Linked DNA regions of Mus musculus: region 2 is linked to region 1. Evidence: chromatin contacts called from public Hi-C data. All regions are on one chromosome and are shown on one strand. Each heading gives the region's core, a stretch centred on a gene start, on an enhancer-like site or on the middle of the called end of the contact. The rest is flanking DNA. Distances are from core to core; before and after follow the strand shown.

What was found. A called contact is a pair of places that touch in the nucleus more often than the background predicts.
Region 2: a Hi-C map of myocytes shows a contact between it and region 1, with 1.7 times the contacts expected there. The contact joins the enhancer-like site here to the promoter of Gmds in region 1. A contact is called at or near these places in 2 of 39 promoter capture datasets (hippocampal neurons and liver), 1 of 484 Hi-C or Micro-C datasets (myocytes) and 1 of 9 other capture datasets (liver).

What each region holds. Positions count from the first base shown.
Region 1 is chr13:32,334,250-32,340,645 of GRCm38.p6, reverse strand. Gmds (GDP-mannose 4, 6-dehydratase) reads left to right here and starts at 2,102. Exons shown (of 11, transcript NM_146041.2): 1 at 2,102-2,264. The coding sequence starts at 2,163.
Region 2 is chr13:32,477,271-32,483,887 of GRCm38.p6, reverse strand. All of the region lies in intron 1 of Gm40876 (a long non-coding RNA gene), which reads right to left. Among named protein-coding and RNA genes, the nearest start is that of Gm40876, 15 kb to the right of the region's middle. Within about 2 kb of position 4,612, at least 84 of the 459 cell types and tissues checked have an H3K27ac peak or open chromatin away from gene starts, as enhancers often do. A contact at or near this core is called in myocytes, where this site is marked.

The DNA of each region.
Region 1 (6,396 bases), core at 853-3,352:
GGGGCAGGGGGAAAGAAACTTAAAGTCATTCTTGGCTATATAATGAATTGCAGGCCAGCAGCCCTGGGCTACATGAGACCCTGTCTAAAAATAAAACAAAGGAAACCATAAATAAATAAATAAATAAATAACCAAAATCACAAAACAAAAAACTTTATAAAAATAATTAAAACAAAAAGTAATTGGTAATTGGATACCTTTTATTTTTAATTACTTTGTTTACTATTTTTTTCTTTTAAATGTGTGGCCGAGGAGAGCTTGTAGGACTTCATTCTCTCCTCCCAGTATGTGGGTATAGGTATTAGATTCAGGATGGCAAGCGCCTTTACCTACCAGGCCATCTGGCTGGCTGGGAGCTATGGTCTTTAAATGGAAATTAAGGTAATGTGGGGTCATTAGGGTGGTTCCTAATGAAAGGGAGTCACTGTCCTTACAATAGGAAATTGGAACGCAAGCACATGGAGAGGAAGTGTGTCATGACCAGATGCAAGGTGACATCTACAAGCCAGGAGACAGGCCTCAGAGGAAGTCAACCCCGATCTTGAATATCCAGATTCTAGGATGGTAATAAAGGAAATACCGGTTGGATGTTTAAGGGACACAGTTTTTTATTTCTGACAGTTTGCAATATCTTCTTTACTATTTTTGCATTTCCAGGCCCTAAAAAATATTGGTTTTATTTGTTTACTTTTGTACTATTGGGCATCAATCCCATTAGGCAAGTGCTTTACCACCAAGCCATAGCTCAGCACATCCAATACATATTTGATTTTTATGATTTTTTTCTGTTAAATTTTTTACTAGACAGATAAATTCCTAGTATTCATTAGTATGATAGAAGGTGTCAGACCTACAGAACAAATGGGACATATCTCTCCTAAGTATTCATTTTTTTCTATTTATCCTTACATTACAACATATTTACATAAAACTAAATCAATAGTTAAAGATCATCTAGATTTTAGACATTTCTTGCCTTAAGGAATATATTTCCCCAACTTCTAGGTCTCATTTTCCATATAGAATGCGCTAGAGGAAAGGTAAAAATATTAAACCAGACAAGCCTATGTATAAAGTTTGGAATGTTTCCGAGGAGTTTGGGCACTCTGGTTTTGGAACTACAGGTTTGTATCATATCTAGCAGGTTCTATTGGGCCCTGTCCTAGTAGCTCAGTTTGCAAAGGGAAAGACGGTTTGAGGATGTTTATTGGAGAGATAAGCTGGACAGTATGTGTGTACGTGTGTATGTGTGTGTGTTTCTTCCCTACACCCTTGTCCCTATGTCTGAGTCCTTTGTCAGCCTTTCTCAGTCAGTGAATCTGTCAGTGTGCATGCACTAAATAGAAACAAGTTCAAAAGACACTGCAACAACCCCACCTCATGAAATTTGTACAGGTTTTACTGACCTGTGGATTTTTGTCAATTGTTTCCTTATGCAGGATGGGGGCGGGGCCAGAAACTTCCAGCCCTCGAAGTAAATACTGTTCCTTGAACGGAATTACCGGGAACCCCCAAACTAGTCCAAACATTAGCAAACTGCTAATGTTCACAGAAGATTCACAGGTTAGAGTAGCCTTGAAACTCTAGTGCCTTCGAGAAATGTTAAAACTGACCTGCTCACAAAGACAATGAAGCAGATTTCTAGAAATTTAATAAGGTCGATGACTCCAGCCTTGGATACCTAGATTTGGATTTCAGAGCTCTTTCCTACCGAGAAGGTCAGCTCGTCATTCCTCCTGGCATCATGGGGCGATATGAGGATTCCCGGAGACCGAGGCCCATGCAGGCCATATCCTCTACTCTGACCGCAGACTTACATCCTTCCTCTTCCAGGGGCCCGGCGCCCTCAGGCCCCGCCCCCAGAGAGGCGTGGCTCAGCGCGGAGACCCCGGCAGGGGCGGAGCTGTCGGGGGCGCTGCTGACGCGTCGCTGCTTGGGCGAGTGACGCGGCGCCAGCCAGGCCTCAGCCCGGCTCGCGCCGCCCGCCCCGACTAAGCTGGCCCGCCCCTCGCTCCACGCCCGGCCTCCCGCGCGCCCTGTCAGACCGTGGCGGCCGCTGCAGCTCCGTGAAACGACTGGCGCGCGCACCCTGGTCCCTGCCGGCCCGCGGCTCGTTCCACTCCGCCTTCCTCTCGGCCGCACGCTCACCCGCCTGAGGCGACATGGCTCAAGCTCCCGCTAAGTGCCCGAGCTACCCGGGCTCCGGGGATGGCGAGATGGGCAAGCTCAGGAAGGTGGCTCTCATCACTGGCATCACCGGACAGGTGAGTGCGGGGCGGGGACGAGCGGCCTGTAGCCCGGGGGCACGTGGGCCGCCTCCCCGCGCAGGGCCGCTGTGCCACCGGGAACTGCGCTCCACGAGTCCCGGAAGGTGTGAGCGGCTGCGGGATGGGACAGCTTCAGCCCCAGCAGCATGGCTCTCTGATCCTTCTGGGGGTGTGAGCTGGTGGTGCTAAGCAACCGGACCACTCTGCTCCACCTGTCCCCTGGGTGACTGTAGTTTCTTTCCTGGAGCCCAAGTGAGCTCTTGGAAGGAATTTCGTACTTTGTAGATCCTGGTGCAGGGAAGGAAAGGGGCGAGGAATATGTCAGTATGTGGAGTCCCAAAGTGAGACCGACTTTTCTAATTCCAAAGGCATGAACTCCTTGGGTGAGGTAATTAGGCTGTGCTGTCTTGAATGTTGGGACCCCATGGCCTATGCTAGGCATGACTAATTTATGACAGTCATCTCATAGAGGTATGGCAACAGATAAGGCTAACCACTGCCTTGTCAAGTTGTGTAGAGTGAGATTCAGGGGTGTTGAAGTAATGTCCTTGTTACTTGCTGTAGGGCATCTGTTTTCTGTGTATCCCAGGACATCTGATGGTGGTCAATGCTAAAGCGAAGATGGTAAAGATGATAATAAAGCTAATATGGCCCACACCAGCATACTTACCATATCGGAGTTACTTGGTTAATACTGACTAGTTAGCTTCCATACAACAAAGTCCTTATTTCCAGTTTAAGATTGAGGAAAATGAGTTTGAATTACCTGAAGCCCAACAGGTAGGAAGTGTATTGTTGGGGTTGGAAGTGGTCTTAAAGTTCTCTCGTTTTACCAAAGAGCAGATACACAGTTCCCAGACATTAGACTATTTCAGTTACTAGCTACTGATCATTCTTTCAGTTATCATTGCATCTTGTTTAAGGTACTTTCGATAAATAAACGTTTACCAACTAGTAAGATAGAAGAGGTAGGAAAAGGGTCCAGGGTTGAGGATAAAAACGTCAAGTCAGGGACTCCTCAGGGGTGCTCTACCATAGAACTGTGCACCCCCCCCCATGTCACCTCTCTTTTCTAATGCTAGAGATCTTTCAGATGGTTCTCTTTTCCCAAGTTTTCAGACTGGTTCTTAAGCCCAGATGTTAACTGCATTCACATACTCTCTAAAGTAAACTTTCACTTAGTATTATCAAGAAATTGAGTTAGGATGTTGTGTGCCATGTTAGTATGGCGTATAGCAATGTAAGCGGCCAGCATTTTGTATCAGTGCAGCTTAGAAGTGGAATCTCATTAAATAGTTGAAAACTGTTGTTTGGTAGATACTTCATGGGAAGGAAGCCTTGGAAGTGCCCACCACTCCTACCCCCAGCAAGGATTCTCCTGAAGTACTATCAATACTTAAAAATACCACTTCCTGACCAGGAGTTTTGGGTTTCTCATTTCATTTCAGACTCCAAACACCTGCTGTGCTTTCAGGTTTGAAAACTTAGATGCCTTTGAGCTCTGCCCTACTACCCATCACTTCCCTGACACATCACCTCCTTGACACTCCTCTGTATTTTTTTCCTTGCTTGCTTGAGTTGACCAGGTTTGTCAACAGCTTTAAGAAAAGATTTTCTCATTTTCATCCTAGTTCCTCCCACACGGCTTTAGGTAGTGGGCCTTGAAAAATGTTGACTGACTTTCACTACGAACAGAATGCATTTTTAATGTTCATCTGTAGTGTGCAGGCCTTTTGAGGCTGCTCTGGTACAAGCTATGTAATATATATCCTGTCCCTACTAAGATCTTTGAGGAGCTGAAGACAATGCATATGAAAAGGCAGCGCCTGTAGAATAGTATTACTCAAGACTGTAAGGGAAATTACAGTATGAGTGAGTATTCCCTTGTGCTTTTGCCAACTTGACATAAGTTAGGGTTATTTGGGAAGAGAAACCTCAGCTGAGGAAAATGCCTCCATTGGATTGCTTGTAGGCAAGTCTGTAAGGCTTTTTCTTGATTAATAATTGATATGGGTAGGCCCAACTCATAGTGGGACTGATAGGGACTCCTGAGACAGGTGGTCTGGAGATGTATAAGAAAGCAGGCTAAGCATTTCTCCATGGTTTCTGTTGAGTTTTTGTCTCTAGTTCTTGCCCTGACTTCCTTCAGTGATGGGGTATGACCTGAGGACTGTAATATCATCATGGCAGGGAGCATGGCAGTAGGCAGTTCTGGTGCTAGAGAAGTAGCTACATCTTGATCCATAGGCAGAGACAGAGACAGAGACAGAGACAGAGACAGAGGCAAAGAGAGAGAGAGAGAGAGAGAGAGAGAGAGAGAGATATCGTAGTGAAACACTGTCTTCTAGAAGGTTATATGTCTTAATTCTTCTCAAATAGCATCACTCTGTGACTACTAAGCATTCAGATATATAAGCCTACGGGGGCCATTGTAACTCAGACCAACCACCACAGTATCTTACCTGTCCTTGTGATTCTGAGTGGCTTTCTTTGTGTTATAGAGTCTATATATGCCTATCTAATGTGCTCCTGGAGCTGAATGTATTTTAGTATTGAGGAAGGAGTGCTGGGGATAGAGCTTTCTCAGTTTGTTATGGTTCTGGTCCTTGCCTATCCTTTGAAACAGGCTCTTATAAATCTTTTGCTAGACAAAAACCATTACTAGGTGTGTAGGCAAACCAAGATAATTTGGCTGTGATTCCTTGGCAGGAGTCTAATATAAGGAGTGAGGCATACCATTTACCTGTCAGCATTCTGGATGCTTGGTAGGTAATTATTTGGGCCAGGGTTCAGGAGTCATGAACTTTAGTAGAATGATTATGGAAGACTAACATTTTATATAGTTTGTATCACGTGACCCCAGATGGTACCTAATTTTAGAAACTATGTTTGCTGATCTCAAGAAATTTCTTTAAATGACAGTGTTCACTATGCAGTGCAGGCAGACCTGTAATTCACTTTGTAGCCTAGGCTGGCCTCAAATTCATAGCAATCTTCCTGCTTCGGCTACCTGAGTGCTGTGTGTAGTATAAATTTACAATCCTAATAAGCCTGTATAAAAGACACACAATCCAGATATTTTATTTATAAGTCTATGCCTAGATTGGGCATATCTAGGGCTACACTAACTTATTTCCCAGCTATAATGCCCCTTGTTACTTGCTATTTCTCCAGGCCATGCCATTCTGATCCATGGTGGCTTCCTCCTCCCCCCCACCCCCTACAATCCCCTCCTCTCAAACCTCCAGTCCTTTCCCCCTCTATTGCCCAGTCACAGGCTCTAGTCTTTTATTGACTGGTTAAATTGGGGAGAAGGTTCACAGGGCATCACTTGAGTATGTGAGCATCTGCTCATTGGGGGCAACCACATCTTAAGGAACCAGTATTTAGCATTAGAAATACAAGCAGCATCAGACCAACCCACTACAGCTGTGATTACATGTGTTAGTAGTTTGGTTTTAAAAGTGGCTATAAATCTGAGAAGTGCTTTTTATGCTCCTTGGGTACCATGATCAGCTAGTACAGAGAGCTACAGTTAAGGAGGCCAGAGAAGTGGAATACTGTGTCTCCTGACAGGCATGCTGACGCTCTACCTATTTTCCTCAGTTTTTCCCTGAGGGCTCTAACGGTAAAGAGGTAAAAGTAGTGAAGAGACACCTTTTCCCCCTATAAACTTCTTCGTACTGACCCTCAAGAGCAGTAGCCAATAATGAAATCCATTATTATTATTTTGGGGGTGGAAGAGTTATACCAGAAGTGAGGTTGGAAGTAGCTGATTCATGTGATTCTCCAAGGTAGTTATTGTCTGGGCTGTGCCTTGGAAGTACATTATTGGAGGAAATTTACACCTGGAGCATGCTGTGATCTGAGGTTGTGTGTTCATGTCAGCATTCAGTGTGGTGGAGGGAAGAGGATCGATTGCGTGCTCATTACAGTTGTTCCTTGCTTCCCCTTGTCTAATGATGGGAATGTTGCAGTTCCCATGCAACACACTTGTTTTTAAGTTTTGCATCCGGCCTATTCACGGTGTAGTATTTCTTCTTTCTCTTAAATAGCCAAGCATCAATTTAGGGTTCCTTCCTTGATTAATTTATCGTTTCTTATGGAAGGGATTGCATTCTAGTGCAGA
Region 2 (6,617 bases), core at 3,363-5,862, 140 kb before region 1:
CTACCTAAGTCTTATGTAGAAGTCAGCTTTATGATACTCTTCAGGGAGCTGTGGAGTGGACAGACTTTGAGAAGGTAGCATCCCTCCGCATCCTAACTTCCCTCAGCCCACTTCTTTCCCCAAACATATGTAATTCTCAAGTCTCCTCTTCCTTATCAAATGTGGGCTGTGTTTCAATGTGCGAAGGGCATAAGACAATTTTTCAAAGCTTAATAGGTGAGTACCTGACAGATGTTTGCAGTTCTAGCACACCCACTTAGAGTTGAGTTTGAGAAACAGTTTGGGGACAACTTCTCCTGGAGGATATAAGATAGAGAGCCAAATGGCATCCAGAGGAAAAGACTAGAAAGAAAGAAGAAATTAGAAGAGAAGGGAAGAAAATAGATTATGATCCAGCAGAACCCATTCCTCCCCCTCCCCCCATCAGCCTAGGGCCGTGTGAGGCCAGCCTATGCCATTGTCTGGAGAAGCTGGAGTCCATCTGAAGCTCCACAGAGCATGACAAACATTGTTGCATCCTTTTGAGATTTCTTTGTCAGGGATAGTTAACAGGGAAAAAATGATGACCATTTCAGGTGGAGGGGGAGATCTCTGAAAATGTAGAGGAGACAAATTATGGATCAATAAGCCAGACAGGACCTGATAAAGAAAAAGTTTGTAATCCTGGAGAGAACCAAAGAAGACACCTTTTGCAGAAAACATCAATCATTCAAACAAAAACATGACATAATAACCCCCAACAGGCTTCGATAATAATTAGTTGGGGGCCAAGCTGGTTCTGACTAGACCCTTCCCTTCTGGGGGCCACCCACTGTCTCGTTCCACTAAATAGTTTTGAAGCAAAACTCGGATCTGGAAACATTTCTTTTGTAACCCTGCAGTATGTATGTGTGGGGGTGGTGGTAGGGGTGGAATCTGCTCTAAAAGGCTCCATCCTTACTCCAAAGGAAAGCAAAGCGACAGGAGGTGCAGAAGGGAGTGTAAACAGGTGAAGAGGAGGAACCTGATCCATTCCTAGGAGTTATCCTCAGAATCTTACTTTACACTTTAAGAAAGACAGAGGACTCCATTCTTTTCCTTTATACTGGAGGCAACATACAGCAGAAACCAAGCAGTTCCTAGGGGAGTAAAACTGATATTGAAGGAAAGTCTGTCCACCCCATATGGTTAAACATGAAAGAAACATATCTGAGCTGCATTGGCCCATGGTGGCAACACTTTTTAAAATATATGGGCCATGACCATATTTTCAGAGTTTATATTTATTTTGCTTCGTTCCACGTGATGTAAACTGGGATATTCAGTTATAAAATAGTATTTTATTGCTTCTGGGTAATTCCCCAAGAGAGAAAAACAAAGTATTTTCCTCTTCAAAAAAAAAGTGATAAATGTTTAATGAAACATCTAGACCTTTCCCACTTAAAGGTTAGACTGGGCTTTAGAATATTTTTATAAGTATCTGATAGCTTCCACCGGAATTTAGCTGATGAATCAGAGTCCAGGTACGAATACTGAAAGGAAAGGCATGCAGGCCTGGATTTACTCTTTAGTAAAAGGAATCCCATTCAGTGTTCATTCTGTCACTAGGAAGGTTTTTGAGTTGTCCAAAAAAATAAATAAATAAATAATTAGGAAGCTACAGATAAGGGGTTACAACGAAAGGGTTAGCTAAATTACCAGTTCCTTGAAAGGGGAGGCATATCTATTTTCTCTTGTCCACACAAACGCAGCCAAATATGAGGTCCATAAAGGGGGTTTTACCATCAACTTGTTTTAAAACTCAGCTACTTCCCAGATACAACAATATGTCTTTGGATATGCAAAGGTGTCCAAGCAAAAGAAGAAAAATGCCAAAAGAAGAAAAGTGCCCAAGGCCCTTAGGATTTTCATCAAAGCTTATTCACTTTCTCAATGGGTGCTAGAGCCGGGGACCTAACTAGGGACCAACCAATTCCATTCATCCACTCTCAAGCCACCTCCAGGAGCGTGGCTGGTAAAAGCTGCTGTTGTGAGCACCTGTGCGCAAATGTGCGCTGTGTGCTAAGCCCGATCCCCCGCTTCCCCCCACCCTTGATTTCCTGTTATGGTGTTTTCTGCTGCCTCATTTTTATACCTCTGGTTTTCATTAAATAAAAGTCAGGAGTAGAAGACTGTAAATCTCTTTATGTTGTACGCAGCTCCAGGGCAGCAGGTCCTCCTTCCCTGCCTAAAGACTTCACTGCCAAAGCCAGGGTTCCAGCCCTGGGAGAGGGAGGGAGGCAGAGGGGTGAGCTGGAAAGGAGGCCTTCTTGTCTAGGGACTGTGAACCTGAGTGCCTTTCTCTTATGGGTTTGTTTGCTCAGCTGGAGGGACACACTCTGTTCCAGGACTACCAGAGCTTGTGGAAAACAGCTTCCTCCAATACCCGACAATCCATTTTAAAGTAGTTTGGAACTAAGAGGGAAGCTGGGTTGATTGTCCCTGCTCTGCTCGGCTTTCCTCTGTTTTCTTCATACATGGAAATCCGAGCCTTGTAAACAGTTAATATTTCACATCCCACCCGCAGCACAAGCCACCAAAGCAGTGAGGCTCTTAGGACCTTTCCCCACCTCCTTCATGGGTGTCTTCCCACCTAGCTCCTGGTTACTCTGTCAGCTTTCTTCTCTCCTCTAATAAACTCATCCCCTACTTTCCACCTCCCAAAGAAAAATATGTCTCTTACCAATGCAGGCCATCCTTATGATGTCCTATTGTACCTACCCCCTGGCTCAATATAGTGGTTGGAATGTGGAAGACTCATGAACTCTCAAATAAGGATTTTGCCCATTCTTTGTGATGGAGTAGTGAAAGATAACTTCCTGGAACCTTGCTGGAGACTTTCAAGGAGAGACCGAAGGGCAATGGAGAAGCCTTGCCACTGTTGGGCCTGATTCCTCATCTCTCAGATGGGAGCGGTCCCAGAGCTTAAGTGTGGAAATACTGATTACTGTTTCGCTGGATAGAGAAAGGACACCTTGGAATAAAGGCAACAGAGTTGAGATGCAGAAACTCCACACCTTTACTAACTAGGGGAGTGGCAAAAGGACCAGTTCTAATGTCCTCCAAGGCCTCCAGCAGCAGCTTTTACTCCAGAGAGGCAAGGCTTGACAGCCCTCTGGGGGTCTCAAGTGAAGAGGCAAACACTGTCCCATTAACCAATACCCCCAGCCTGAAAGCAGAGCCCAGAAGAAGCAGACTCAGGGTCTATAGTGTCCATCCCAGATGGCCTCTTTCTGAGCTAGACTCATGGAGAAAGGGATCCTCTAACCCTTACGTCCCCAAGGCCAAAAAAAAAAATAGTCTTTATAAAGGAAGGAAAGAAGAAAGAAGGGAAGAGAGCAAAAGAGAGAGAGCTGACATGCGGGAGGGCAGGGAGATAGATGTTCCTTGGCCCCACATCACCATAACACTAGCTTCTAATTTCTAGTTGTCAGGATTCATCTCCTGTAGTATAGAAGCTGAAGGGAGCACGTACCCATCTTGAGAGAGACCCCACAGTATCTCCAGATGTTTTGGGTTATCCTACAGGGAGGAGAAAAGCCTGGGCTGAGATTAGTAAATATGCTCATTCCATGAAAGGAGGAAGGTCACCAAGTGGGAACAGCTTCTACGCCTTTGGAAGTATCATGTTTCAACGGAGGAGCCAGGAATAAGATATCACTTGTTAACTCTGCTAATCCAGTAAGTAGACATCGGACAACTGAGCCATTATTTGGCACACTCTGCTCAGCATCCCCTGACAAGGAAACAATGTCCTGCTGGGGTTAGGTGTGGTGTGTGCTAAGATGACATAAAACTTTCAGCACCTTTAGAAGAGGCTGATTTTTATTTTAGAGAATGGCATACACTGAATCAGTGGGAAAGAGAAACTGTGGCCTCCCATCTCCTTCTCAGGAAATACATTACTAGGAAATTAGTGGATGGTTTAGATGGTGGCTAGGTAGTTATTTTCTATTAAATACACTCCTAGAACATAGTTTTCAGTGTGTGTGTGTGTCTGTTTGTGTGTCTGTGTATGTCTATGTGTCTATCTGTTCATCTGTCTGTCCATCTGCCTATCTGTGTGTCTGCCTGTGTATTGTCTGTGTATCTGTGTATTCATGTGTGCGTGTGTGTTGTGGTTTTCTCCCTAACTAAATTTCTCGGAATCGTGGAAATGCTCTTTCAACTAAAAGGGTGTTTCTGTCCCAGATTCTCATTGTACTGATTAGAAAACCCAAAACCTGGGCAGGCGCCAGAGACACATGAGCATGCAATTTTATGTAGCAGCATAGCCAGGACTGGAAATATGGCTGTATTTAGTAACACCAGACACTGCCAAGTAGCACCAGTAATACTGACACAGGGGCGACATCCTGGCCACCTTAGAGTTCTGCCATTGCCACATCTCACCTAAGCTTTGGACTAAGGGAAGCTGCCCTTTCTTTTCTCCAAGCATTCCTTCACCATAAAGTTTGAACAACGTTGAGGAATGAAGGACAGGAGATGGGAGCCAGAGGCCTAGGTCAGATCCCATGTGGAGTAAGACGGATATATGAGCTGAAGTTCCTGGAAACCTGAGCCCTCTGTAGCATTGTTCTGCATGACTTACAGGTGACTCACACAGACTGGCCAGAGCTGGCTGGCTGTACTGTTCTTCCTCATTCCCACAACACAGGACAGGGCATGATAGGTAAAGACAGAGGGTGAATTGAAAGTACAGGTTCAATGGTTCCTTTCTTCGGTGCCTGATCCCCTGACAGTGACTGGCTTACTAGGAAGTATGAAGCTGACAGGAGAGACGAGCTGACAGATGGAGTGAATCAAAGGCTAAACCACAATCTAGAAGCCAGGGGCAGGCCCAGGAGACCATGGTGTATTTGCCAGCTCTGTGGCATCCCTAACTTCTCTTTCCATGGGACTCATGATCGACATGTGTTATTTTGCCCTGCCAAGTCTTTCTTCTACAAACAGTACTTCACTTCTCCTGGGGGGGGGGGATCCCTACGCTAGGGCCAGGTATTTTGAGGGTTGGTTGGATACCCAGCTTTTGGGATTTGGAACACATAATGGACCACAAGAGCATTCTAAATGCCTGGCCTCAGCGATGGGCTTAGGGTGAGTTAACTGGCCAACTCAAGTCAAAGAGACTCTCCCTGGGAAATGTTACTGGAAAGAAATTTCTACCAGCCATGAAGGCAATATGAGTCCGCAGCACTCTATATAAGCATAAAGCCAAGAAGTACAAAGGCAAAACTGAGGTACAGAGGGCAGAGGGAAGAGAAAGGGCATATCTAAATGACTTCACTAATGCCTATTATGGTTCAAGTATGTCTCCCAAATGTTTGTGTGTTGCAAACTTAATTCCCAACATAATTTTAAATGTATGTGTTTGTAACATATAGAGCCTGGGACCCTAGGAAGGTGATTAGAGTAAATCCAGGGCCTGAGAGGAGTGATGCCTTTCCATGAGTGACGGTCTATCTCCTTATCTAGCAATAATGTGTTAGCACATCTGCTCTCTGGCCATTGGATGCCCCCACACGTTATTTATGAGGCTTTTGAAGATACAGCTGCTATGCTCTTGAAATTCCCAGACCACAAAACCATTCTATCGTATGTGTTCACGTAGATGCATGAATGTGTATAGTATATGTGTATGTGTGCACGTGTGTGTTCATGTTGATGTGCACACATGCTTGCAGAGCCAGGGCATTGTGCTGGCTGTCTTCCTCAGTCATTTCCCATCTAATTTTTCGAGACAAGGTCTCTCACTGAAACTATAGCTCACTGATAGGCTGGCTCAACAATGAATCTCCAGGAGTCTACCTATCTCTAGCCCCCCTGGCTCTAGGACTACAGACAGGGACCTCCATACCCAGCACTGGGAATCCAAACTCAGATCTTCATACTTTACTGTGACTGAGCCATCTCCCCAGCCCTAAAATTCTATTCTTTGTTACTCATTCAGTCTCAAGTATTTTGTTACAGTGACAGAGAAAACAAACACAAAGTCCCAGAATTCACTGTGCTCAGGAGAACATTTAACAGAGTCAATCTATCTCTTTCTCTTCCTTCTTTTCTCTTCTCTTCTCTTCTCTTCTCTTCTCTTCTCTTCTCTTCTCTTCTCTTCTCTTTCTTCCCTTCCCTTCCCTTCCCTTCTCTTTTCTTTCTCTTCTCTTCTTTTCTTTTCTTTATTCAGTAGTAACATTCTTTCACTTGACCAAGCTAATAAAGGTGTCATAATGTTAGCATCCACACATATCTGTAATAAAGGACAGGACATTTCTGAAGCAATTTCAAAACTTCTTAGAACAATAGAAAATGTTAAGCCTAATTCCACCAAACACCAGTGGGACTGCTTTCTGGCTAAAGATATCCTCAACCTTGCATAGGCGATCCCTACTTAGAGGTGAAAACACAATAGCAGCCTCCAGTGTGTTCCTGATTTCAGAAGAACATGAACTGTGCTGTGGCAACACACATGTAGAATATGGCAGAAGGTCAGAGAAAGGCTACTTAACTGAACCCAAAAGAAAAGTCCCAGAGACCAATTACTAGTTAAAAAGAAGAAATAGAAAGACTTGGGAGAGGGGGACAAGAGGGCTCAGGGTGGAAAA